Linked DNA regions of Gossypium hirsutum: region 1 is linked to region 2. Evidence: chromatin contacts called from public Hi-C data. All regions are on one chromosome and are shown on one strand. The core of a region is the stretch at or near the end of the contact, and the rest is flanking DNA. Distances in the headings are between cores, read along the strand shown.

Evidence for each region. Hi-C and Micro-C count contacts between places; a contact is called where the count stands out from the background.
Region 1: a contact with region 2 is called in a Hi-C map of leaf, with 3 times the contacts expected there. The contact joins the promoter of LOC107950727 here to the promoter of LOC107950780 in region 2. A contact is called at or near these places in 8 of 34 Hi-C or Micro-C datasets (hypocotyl, leaf and petal).

Annotation. Positions count from the first base shown.
Region 1 is chrD03:34,974,528-34,979,639 of Gossypium_hirsutum_v2.1, forward strand. It overlaps LOC107950727, which reads left to right and starts at 3,461. Exons shown (of 6, transcript XM_016885654.2): 1 at 3,461-3,810; 2 at 3,892-4,101; 3 at 4,195-4,274. The coding sequence starts at 3,685.
Region 2 is chrD03:34,649,148-34,653,911 of Gossypium_hirsutum_v2.1, forward strand. LOC107950780 (beta-carotene isomerase D27, chloroplastic) reads right to left here and starts at 3,200. Exons shown (of 6, transcript XM_016885739.2): 1 at 2,545-3,200; 2 at 2,357-2,449; 3 at 1,560-1,621; 4 at 1,368-1,474; 5 at 1,182-1,277; 6 at 885-1,074. The coding sequence starts at 2,925. The coding sequence ends at 1,025. LOC107950781 (a long non-coding RNA gene) reads right to left here. Exons shown (of 2, transcript XR_001698205.2): 2 at 4,465-4,716.

The DNA of each region.
Region 1 (5,112 bases), core at 2,211-4,710, 330 kb after region 2:
TGAAGACTTATTCAGTCAAAGTTTAAATATCTAGTTAAGTTTTGGATTCTAATTCTAGAGAAAATAATACTTATTTAATTAGGATTTAATATGATTACTGAATACCGAAACAAAAAATAATATTAAAAAATGGGAAGAAAGATGCTTTGATCAGTTGGTGATGCTATAATCAGCCGAATATGTAGAAAGTTGCGTGAGGTCTCCATCTTTGTACATTTTAAAGAGCAATGGTCCTGGACTGAGTGGGAACAACCAAGCATTTTGGGCATATTTTTGTTAGTGGCAGATGCCAACACATTTTAACGATACCAACAATATGTTGTATATTGGGTGAAGTCAGAAATTTTTTGAGGGAGGGTTAAAATTAAGTTATATAGTTTTATAAAAGTTAAAATGTAATTTTATTATTTTAATAGTTTTATCTTTATAATTTTTAAAATTAAAATGTTGTTATTTTTAAAGATGAAAATATATTTTTATAATTTAAAACTTAAAATTTTAAAAATTAAAAACTAAATTTTACATTTTACATTTTTGGAGGTGGGGCTTTGCGAACCCCCTTCAGCCTCTCCTGTTTGGGGATCTGTCATTTATTTATTAATAATTAGGGTAAGAGGAGTTAATTATAAGATACAAAATTTTTGGTTTTTTTTTACGGAAGTAAGAATTAGTTGTTAATTGTGATATAAAGTTAAAACGTTTGGAATCGATCTAGGATGGTCTTGTATGTAGTAAATTTGATTCCACGTCAGTTTTGTTTTATTTAAATTACTACCTATTAATCAAAAAATTATTTTATTTAAATCTAAAATATTAAAATTTTCAACATTCAATGAATAATGAATTTGAGTTTTCGAGCATAAACGAAACAAAAAAGAATTAAACAAAGAAAATAAAAATGAATAAATCTAAATTGGAGTATAGAAAATTAAAAATATACTTTTTGCACTTAGAATATTGCAAATAGACAATTTTAAGACGTAAGATTTGATGTTACGTAAAATTCTGAAACAAAATCAACTAAAATGAAAGAAATGTAAAAATATATTTATTGTAATAATTTTTGGAAAAAGCTTTACTTTTAACATTTTTTGACTTAATTTAAATAGATTTAAAAACAAAAGAGAATGTGGAGTCCATTTCTAGGCCCCAATATACTCCATTATGGGGTTAAGCCATTAAAATCAACACTGCTACTTTGTAAGCCCAGCGCGTAACCTCTTATGGTTCAATAATCAACTGTCATTTAAAAAAGTGGGTTTAGGCTTATGAACTCTATATACATGAGTTTCAGTGTGTTCATAATTTGTTTCTTTTGAAAATCATACTTTGAAATTTTCAAAATTAATCAAATTGTTTCAATCATTTCCATGGAAATGTCTCAAGGTGACGAGGAATTTATAAATACAAGTGTAGATCTCGATCAAGTGATATAGTGAAGAGGGAGACTATTTTTATGGTGTCTAATGAGGATCAAATTCTAAGATGTTAAGTATGAATATTTGTTTATCGAATTAAATAAATTAAGAACGAAGTTGTTATATCCTTACTTTAATTTGAATTAGTTGGGCCTCTTATTGGGCCCTCATCCCTCCTATAAATACCTTAAGATATCACTTAGTAGGGAGACTCATCTTTATTTAAAGCCCTGATATGTTAAGCATTATCCTAATTCTCTCTACCTGTCCAGCTCTCGGTCCTAGAATAGGTGAGCCAACCTTCCTCATCTTCACCCCCTCTCCCCCTCTCCATCTCCATTGATATCGTGTATTAGCAATTTGTGCGGTGAGCGTAGACCAAACCCACCAAAATAATCATTACTTTCCTCCAACAACCACTATAAATCCCATCATGACTCTTCTTCATCTGCCCCAAAAGAACGAATTATCTAATCAATGACTATTTTTGTGGGCTTTAAGTGATTGCTTATTTTTAGTAAGCTTTCGACTTTATTTTAGTTTATGAAGAGAAACATAATGATAGAGGCATGATATTCTGAATTTTGTTTTTGTTTCTTTAAATGCAAATATTCCATTTTTAGTGTTTGGATCCGTAAACCATGTGTAAAAGAAATTTTTATAGTATGTAATATTTTGAAGTAACATTCTATGTTAGTAAATAATAACATCAAATTATTATTATATATATGTGACATTCATATTGTCCAACACCCACATCACCTTAACAGTTGAATAAGACTCTATAGTATGATCATAAAACCATAGTTATGACAGAAGTTTAATAGCCCAAAACTATCCATTCAACCCCGAACTCTTAAATTTAAAAACTCTGCACAATAGCTTAGTAACGTCCATCCTAACTCGGGCATGGATATATCCTCCCCAACCTTCTTTTCTATCCTTCTAGTCAATAGCCAGAACCTCAACTATAGACCCCCAAGTTGAAGGGCTAGGCTCGATTCATCCAAGTAAGAGGAACATTTAGAACCGCCCAAAAAAATACCTTAGACAAATCATAGTTGGCATGAGGGCAACCATCAATACACTCCGCCATCGCAAAATAGAGATTTATTGAAGCTCTACCGACCTGGTCAAAGATTTTCCTCCTATCTTCAATAGAACCAAACTTGATCAATACTGATGTAGAAGGCAAAGAAGAAAATTGTACCTTTGTTGTAGTATACCATACATTCTTAAAGACTCGAAAAAAGCAGAATTCACAAGAAAGCAGATACGTTTGTACGAAGGGAGAAGAATTTGACAACAAAACTTCTAATTTGCCAAAAACACTTATTGCACCTGTTTGGACAAACCCTCACTCTACACTCAGCTTTGGCCCAATCGTGCTAGCTGGCAATAGTGTAGGCTCTTTCGACCCCTTACTCCCTAATTTCGAATGAGTCTAAAAAAAGAACAGACTTTTGTGAAACAAGAACCAACATGAAACCCTGTCGACCACCGCATGTTGGTGTGACAACAATGACCGCTTGGCTAATGTTGCCAACACCTTATACTGCCTCGCCGTCGTGAAAGATAGCTAAAAATAGCCTTTATCTGCACTAATATACTTCAAATTTTATGTTTCTAAAACTATTTATATAACTTTTTATGAATCTAATATACCTATTTATATCCATATGACATATTTTTATATTTTTTATTTTTAATATAATAATTAAATTTTAAATAGTAAAATTTCAAAAGAAACATAAATTTATCTAAAAACAATTATTTATCCAAAAAAATATAATTACTATTTTAAATTGATAAACTTTTTTACCAGCAAATAAAGTTAACTTTTTTATTTTTATTTTTACCAACAAATTAAAATTCACATTTTTTTATATTACTTAATCTAAAAAGACAAAACTATTATTTTTTAAAAATAAATTCATTAATTCATTCTATTAACCTAACTTACAATTTATTAAAAAAATTAAAATTACATTTTTTATATTTTTTAATAAAAAAAACAAAGTTAACATTTTTAAATTGAATAAAAATTTAAAATCGGCAGGAAAGCAATTGGCAGAAACATCCAACGTCAGGCCAGGATCTGAAATCGTTGTCAACATCCAGGCTTTTTCACTTGTCACCCTTCCCAAAATCCCCAGCCTTTTCAACTTCCCACTCTTTCTTTCATCTCTCGCAACCAACAAAGAGGAAAGGCGGGCGCCATACTCCTCACTCATCTGCTAATGTTTGCGGCTGCAACCACCCAACCATGATCTGCCTTTACCTTTCTCAACCCTATTCCGCTTCTTCGTTTTCTTTAATCCCTTCACTCATACCCTCTTCAATACCCAAATTTAAACCTGCTTTTCATTGCTTTCCTAAAACCCACAAAAAGGTGATTTTTTTTTCTTTTTTTATTTTCTCTTGTTGTTTTCTTTTTCTTTTCTTTTTGGTTGTTGATTATGGATTTTTACAGAAGAAGAAGATTAATAGAGGAATATGCAGAGCGGAGTTTTCACCGGATGCTCCCCTTGCGGCTGCAATCGGCGCCTGTATGCTGAGTTCACTACTTCTTCCTGCCGCCGATACAGGGGAAGAAGATGGTGGTAGTTCGATTATTGATGCAGGGGATACGAGGTTTGCGGCTATGGGAATTATTAGTTTTATCCCTTACTTCAATTGGCTGGTTAGACATTGAAATTCTCACTTTTTTTTTGAAAGGGGAAGTGGGGTTTCGTTTTAAATTGCTAACTTCTCTTTTTGGTCTTTGATTTGATAGAGCTGGGTTTTTGCTTGTCTTGATACTGGAAAGCGGCGCTACGCCGTGTATTCTATTGTATACTTGGTTCCTTACCTCAGGTATCACTTTTACGGAGTACCAAATTGGAATGAATATCCAAATTGTTCTATCTTTGAAATGCTTAGCTTGCTTTAGTTTGAGAGCTGCAATGATGTCAAACCTTGGGTCTAATGGAGGCAGTGCAAAGTCCATTGACTTCAACGTTTCTTCTACATAAACTTAAGACTCTGTTAGAAATGATTTTGGGTGCGATAATAATAGCATTGAGCTGAAATATGTAAGTGCAAGGGTCTATGTTGGGACTTGGTAGTCTCCTTTTATCTTCATGAAATGTGATAAGAGGTTAGGATTGTTTCCGAGTCCCTTTCCCAGAGCGACTGCCTTGCCTTTCCCGGGAACTTATCTGGGTGATGATTGTTATGGTTTAATCATGTTTTGACCGTAAAATCATGTTCATCAGTCTTTGTCTACCTCTGCAAAGGACAATGAACTGGAATGCTTGTAAGTTGTTACCGGATTACTTGTTATGCCTCTTTCTGTGAGTTTCAAGTTTTACTTTGTAAACTCAAACAAGGCAATCTAATATAAAGTGTCCACTTCTTTTTTATCTGTTCATACAAAGTTATAAGTTATAACCTTTTTCAAGCTTTGAGAACAATTATTTTTGTTTTGTTTAATCAGTGCATTCCTCCTCTTAATGGTTTTATTTAGGTGCTTGTTGGTATTGCTTCGAGTTTTGGCTTATTTAAGAACCCATTTTTGTTATATTCATAATGACAACCATCCTTGATTATAACTTGAGACCTTCCTTTAAACCATTGGTCTATGTCAACTAGATATGCTGCTAACATTGTATTTGTGAGGCAAAATGAGATCGTAAACTGAAACAATGAGGTA
Region 2 (4,764 bases), core at 1,950-4,449:
ACATTGGAGGGCTAAATTTGTTATTAGGCCAATAAAACAAAACCCATATTAGAGTTTTGTTAAACAACTAATGAAAAATGACTAAAATATTTATTTTTAAAAAGCTGGATGATTCAAATAAAAAAAATAAAACAAACGGAATAATTGAAAGAATATTATTATGCTTTACCATTTTATAAAATTGAGCTCATTAGGTAGATGTGGCTAAGTCTCAATTTTATGAAAAAATATGACAAATTGAAGTTGTTGGGCCCTATGGCCCTAATCCCATCACACCATTGATTTGCAGTTCACACTAGGCCCAAATCTGACGTAGCACAAGTTTCTTCAACGAAATCATGAAAAGCGAGAGATAAAATTTATATCTTACGACTTTAATTATTAGAAGGATTATTTTTATTTTATGAATTTATATCTTACGACTTTAATTATTAGATTTATTATTTGATATTAATCTATGATGTGTATAAATATAAGCTCAAAAATATTTATTATTTAAATTCACTTTGATTTTAATTCTATTTGATATCGTTATTGAAATTCGAATTATTAATAATAATATAAATTTTTGATATTTAAACTGGATATTATCTATTCATATATTTTCAAAGTTAGTTTTTTTATTTAAAATTTTATTTTTTTAAAAATTATTAAATTCTAATATTTTAAAGGATCTAATTATTGTAAGTTTTTATTATTTCTAATTGTAATTAAATTCTATAAAATTATATAAAACACGGTAGACAAAACATTCTAATAATTAAATAATCTTTAACCGGTAAATATATACACGGATTTTTAAATAATGTTATCAAATTTTGCCTGCATTTCCTCTTAATTATAGAAAAAACAAAAAGAAAAAAGAAAAGAGCATAAGATGTATGTAGGTTGAAAGATCATGTAGACTAACAGGGTATAAGAAAGAAGTCTTGAACTATATATACATGTATGTATGTATGTATATGAGGTAGTTTTCCCTCGACTTCTTTTCCCTGCAAGAGAACTAAGGCAGGGAAGTATGATCTCAAGCTTGTAATTTGTGGCAGACACTAGACTTGGGGTTTGCCATGGAACCTGCGCATGGTGTTTAATGGTAAGAAAAAATAATATTAATGGCTCCTTCATAAGAGAACTTAGCCCTTTTTTGTTTTTTTGCTACAATGAAACTGGAATTAACTTACATATTTCTGCAAAACAAGGCTGCTTGGATGCTTCGTCCTCCTCGAAAGATGGTGGAACTTGTCCATACACCATTTCACAACTCATGTCTTCAAAATCTGAGGACCAATCATTTAACCTTTTAAACCATTACCAACATGAAGCTGAAAATTCAATAGGGCAAAGACCAAAATTTTGAAAGAACATACTTGGGATCATGGTTAATGGAAGGCCGAACTCATTGGTAAAGAAATCTTGGGTTGGAATTTTGCACATATTCACACACATACCAACACACCCACTGTTCTCTAGGTACCTTTAGAGAAAAAAATATTGCAGAATTAAGTAGATTTAAGAGCATTCATGAATTCATATATGAATGAATGAATCAAGTTCTGTACCTGCATTTCTTAATATGAACCCCACTTTTTTGCTTCACTCCATTTATCTCCACTTCCACAACCTAATAAATATTATTATCAGTTAGAATTAGAGATGCAAAAATGCAGAAAGTGTGAGTTTTAGATGTTGAAACGCAAGCTTATGTTGCTTGGAATGATGACCATTTAGGATTATGATCAAAGGGGTATAACCTTTATCTTACATTGAAAAGCAGGGAATCCAATAAAATGTTACCACCTCTGTTACAAAAATCGCATTTATTATAACATTATTGAGTAGAATTAACCATTCACAAACTTTAAATTGTGTTTATTTGGTATTTATATAGAAAATTCCTACCGAATTAGGTTTTAATTTTTGGTAAAAGTATCATATAGAAATTGTATTGAGTAAAAATATCATAAAGTCTATTGTATCAAGGGTTGAATTGTATTTTGTCTCTTATACTAAACAGAATGAGTAAATTAGTTCTGTTAAAAATTTTATCAATTTCTACTGTTTAAAAACTGATTAGTGTATGTTAACATGAGGTATACGTGGCATGTCATGCCTTATTGTCTGATTTTTTCATCAATCATGCCAGTTTTTAATGGTATAAATTGGTGAAATTTTTAAGAGAAATGACTAATTTATTTTTTTATCTAATATATAAAAATTAATTTACCATTTTTTAATAAGAAAACAAAATGCAATCTAAAAATTTTATCTCTAATGTTCATTCATCGTACCAAGTAACATTGGTTACAATTAGATGACAGAAGAAAGTGCAAAACAGCAAAGAGTAAACAAAATTTACCTCAGATGGACCAACTAACCAGTAGAAGAAAGGAACAGTGAGTGCAGCATTGAACTCTGCAGCCCACTTTGTTGGTGGAAACAATTTCCGAAACTGCATCCATAGCAGCAACAAGGTTACATGATAATTACTTTAAAACACAACTTACCGAACAGTTCCAATTTTTAAAACTATAATAAGTTGTTCACCTGAGCTGGTGCGCCGGGTGGGAGCATGGACAAGAGCACTTGTCGGACCACTTGTTGCTGCTGCAACCGAGACCTCCCTTGCATTACTCTCTTTGACACCTCAACAAAGCTCTCATAGTCATAGTCGAAAACCCCTTTCTTTGGTTCTGTTCCAGCTTTTGGTGCAGCCGCGAACTTCTCCATCTTGCGGGCGAAAAGACCCATAAATGCCTTGGCAAACAACCCATCGTTGTATTTAGTTTTTTGTCCCAATGGTGCTGGTTCTCCCGACGGCTCTGCAATACTACTCCGGATGACAATGTTGCTAAAGGTTCTTTGTTTACGTATTGGTAACTTTTGAGGGGAAATCAAATGTGTGGCTTGGAGGCCTAAAGCCACCATGGTTTTATGCTTTTAACTGCTGTTTGTTTGTTTGTTTTTTTTTTCCTCTCGAGAAAGCACACTCAAAAGCTCAGCCTGCCTGCCTGCTTGAAAGTTATCAAATCTGTTCATTAACAATTAATAAAAAAAGGTAAAGATTATGTGGTTGGCTGAGGTTGCATGGCCGCCATTGAATAATCGATGGCCATACGTATCATCACTGAGAGAAGATTAATAATTATTTCCTTTGTTGTCCTTGGGGTTCATATTCTAAATAATTTTAATATGTTGGTTACAATTAAATAAATGCATTTGCAAGGTTAAGAGTGAAATTTCCAAACAAAAAACAAGGATGGTCCCATTTGGAAGAAGGAATAGAGAAGTGGTCGGATATGTTTCTGAGGCTTAAAGAGATGCCACGCATTGGCTTTGCTGTTAACACGGTGTCTGGAATTTGTGAAGCCAAGCAAGCCAGCTACATTTATATTATTTGAACAAAATTAACCATTAATATAAGTTTTTGGAAAAAAATTTTGAATAGTAATTTTTAAAATATTTTTTAATCTAATTTTTAAAAAAGGAATAAAAATGTTTATTAAAAGTGATGAAGTAAAATAAAAATGCTTTTTAAATTGATTTTAGAAAAAAAAGTTTATGGAAAATTTTTTATTAAAAATTAAAAATTATTAAAATTAATATATATAAAAAAAGTTTTTAAATTAACTTTGTAAAATAATTAATGAGATTAAGAAATTTTTAACTCTTACCATATAAATTGATTTTGTAGAAAGCATTTTAGAAAATATTTAATAATATAAATGTATACATTTATAAGCAATATTATTTATCTATTTATTTTTAAAATGTTTAATAATATGAGTGTATATATTTAGGGCGAAAATAGATTTTGGTCCAATATAAGCGATACTATTAAACCGGATATTGACTCTATAAAAAATATTCTTTTTAACTCTCGAATAATATAAATGTATACATTTATAAAATCACTTTGTAAAATAATTAATAATGGGTCTTAATTGATATTATAAAATTATAATTAACGAGGTATTAAATAATAAGAGTTGTCACTTATCAAAATTATAACTAATTCACTTAATGGTATTTTTCTTCTTTGTTCTAAAATGTTACTATACATTATATATAATACTATATATATCTCACAGGTCGCGAATTAAAGCTCATGATTATTGCGCATAGAACGACTCATAGATGTCAACTTATTAAATGGGCTCATTTGATTCGCTTGAATTGGTCTGACTTGTGGAACATATAGAAAAATCCATCTACTTAGAATTAATGTAAAACTAGAGTTATCAGGGTAATTAATGTCAGATATGTACGTTAATATTAATTATTGAAATAAGATATATTACAATACTTAAGCCAAAGTTTTAATCCTTTTTCGAACCTTCTAAGTAATTCTTTTCTTTCTGAAAATATTGTACTTAACAAATGGACAAAGAAAAACTTAAATGAAAAATTAACATAAATAATTGTAAATTTTAAACTCACAATATGATTGTGTACAAATCAATCCAATTTAATAAATTTGTTTCGTATATTGTAAATAAGTGTACATTTGGGATTAAAACAAATTATACAAAAAATTACAAGATAACATAATCATCGGCATCTCGAATGTGTGCCACAATTGGGTGGGTGTTAGGCACACCTAGGGTTCCGTTGCACTATTTGGGTTGACAGCTCCTCATCTCCTTCGTCTTCATCTTCACGTGCATGTCGGGGTTGATAGCCATAATCATCTTCACATGTACGTCTCCAAAATTTGATCTTCGGGTTGAGTATATAAACATAAAAAATTAATAATTTAAACAACAT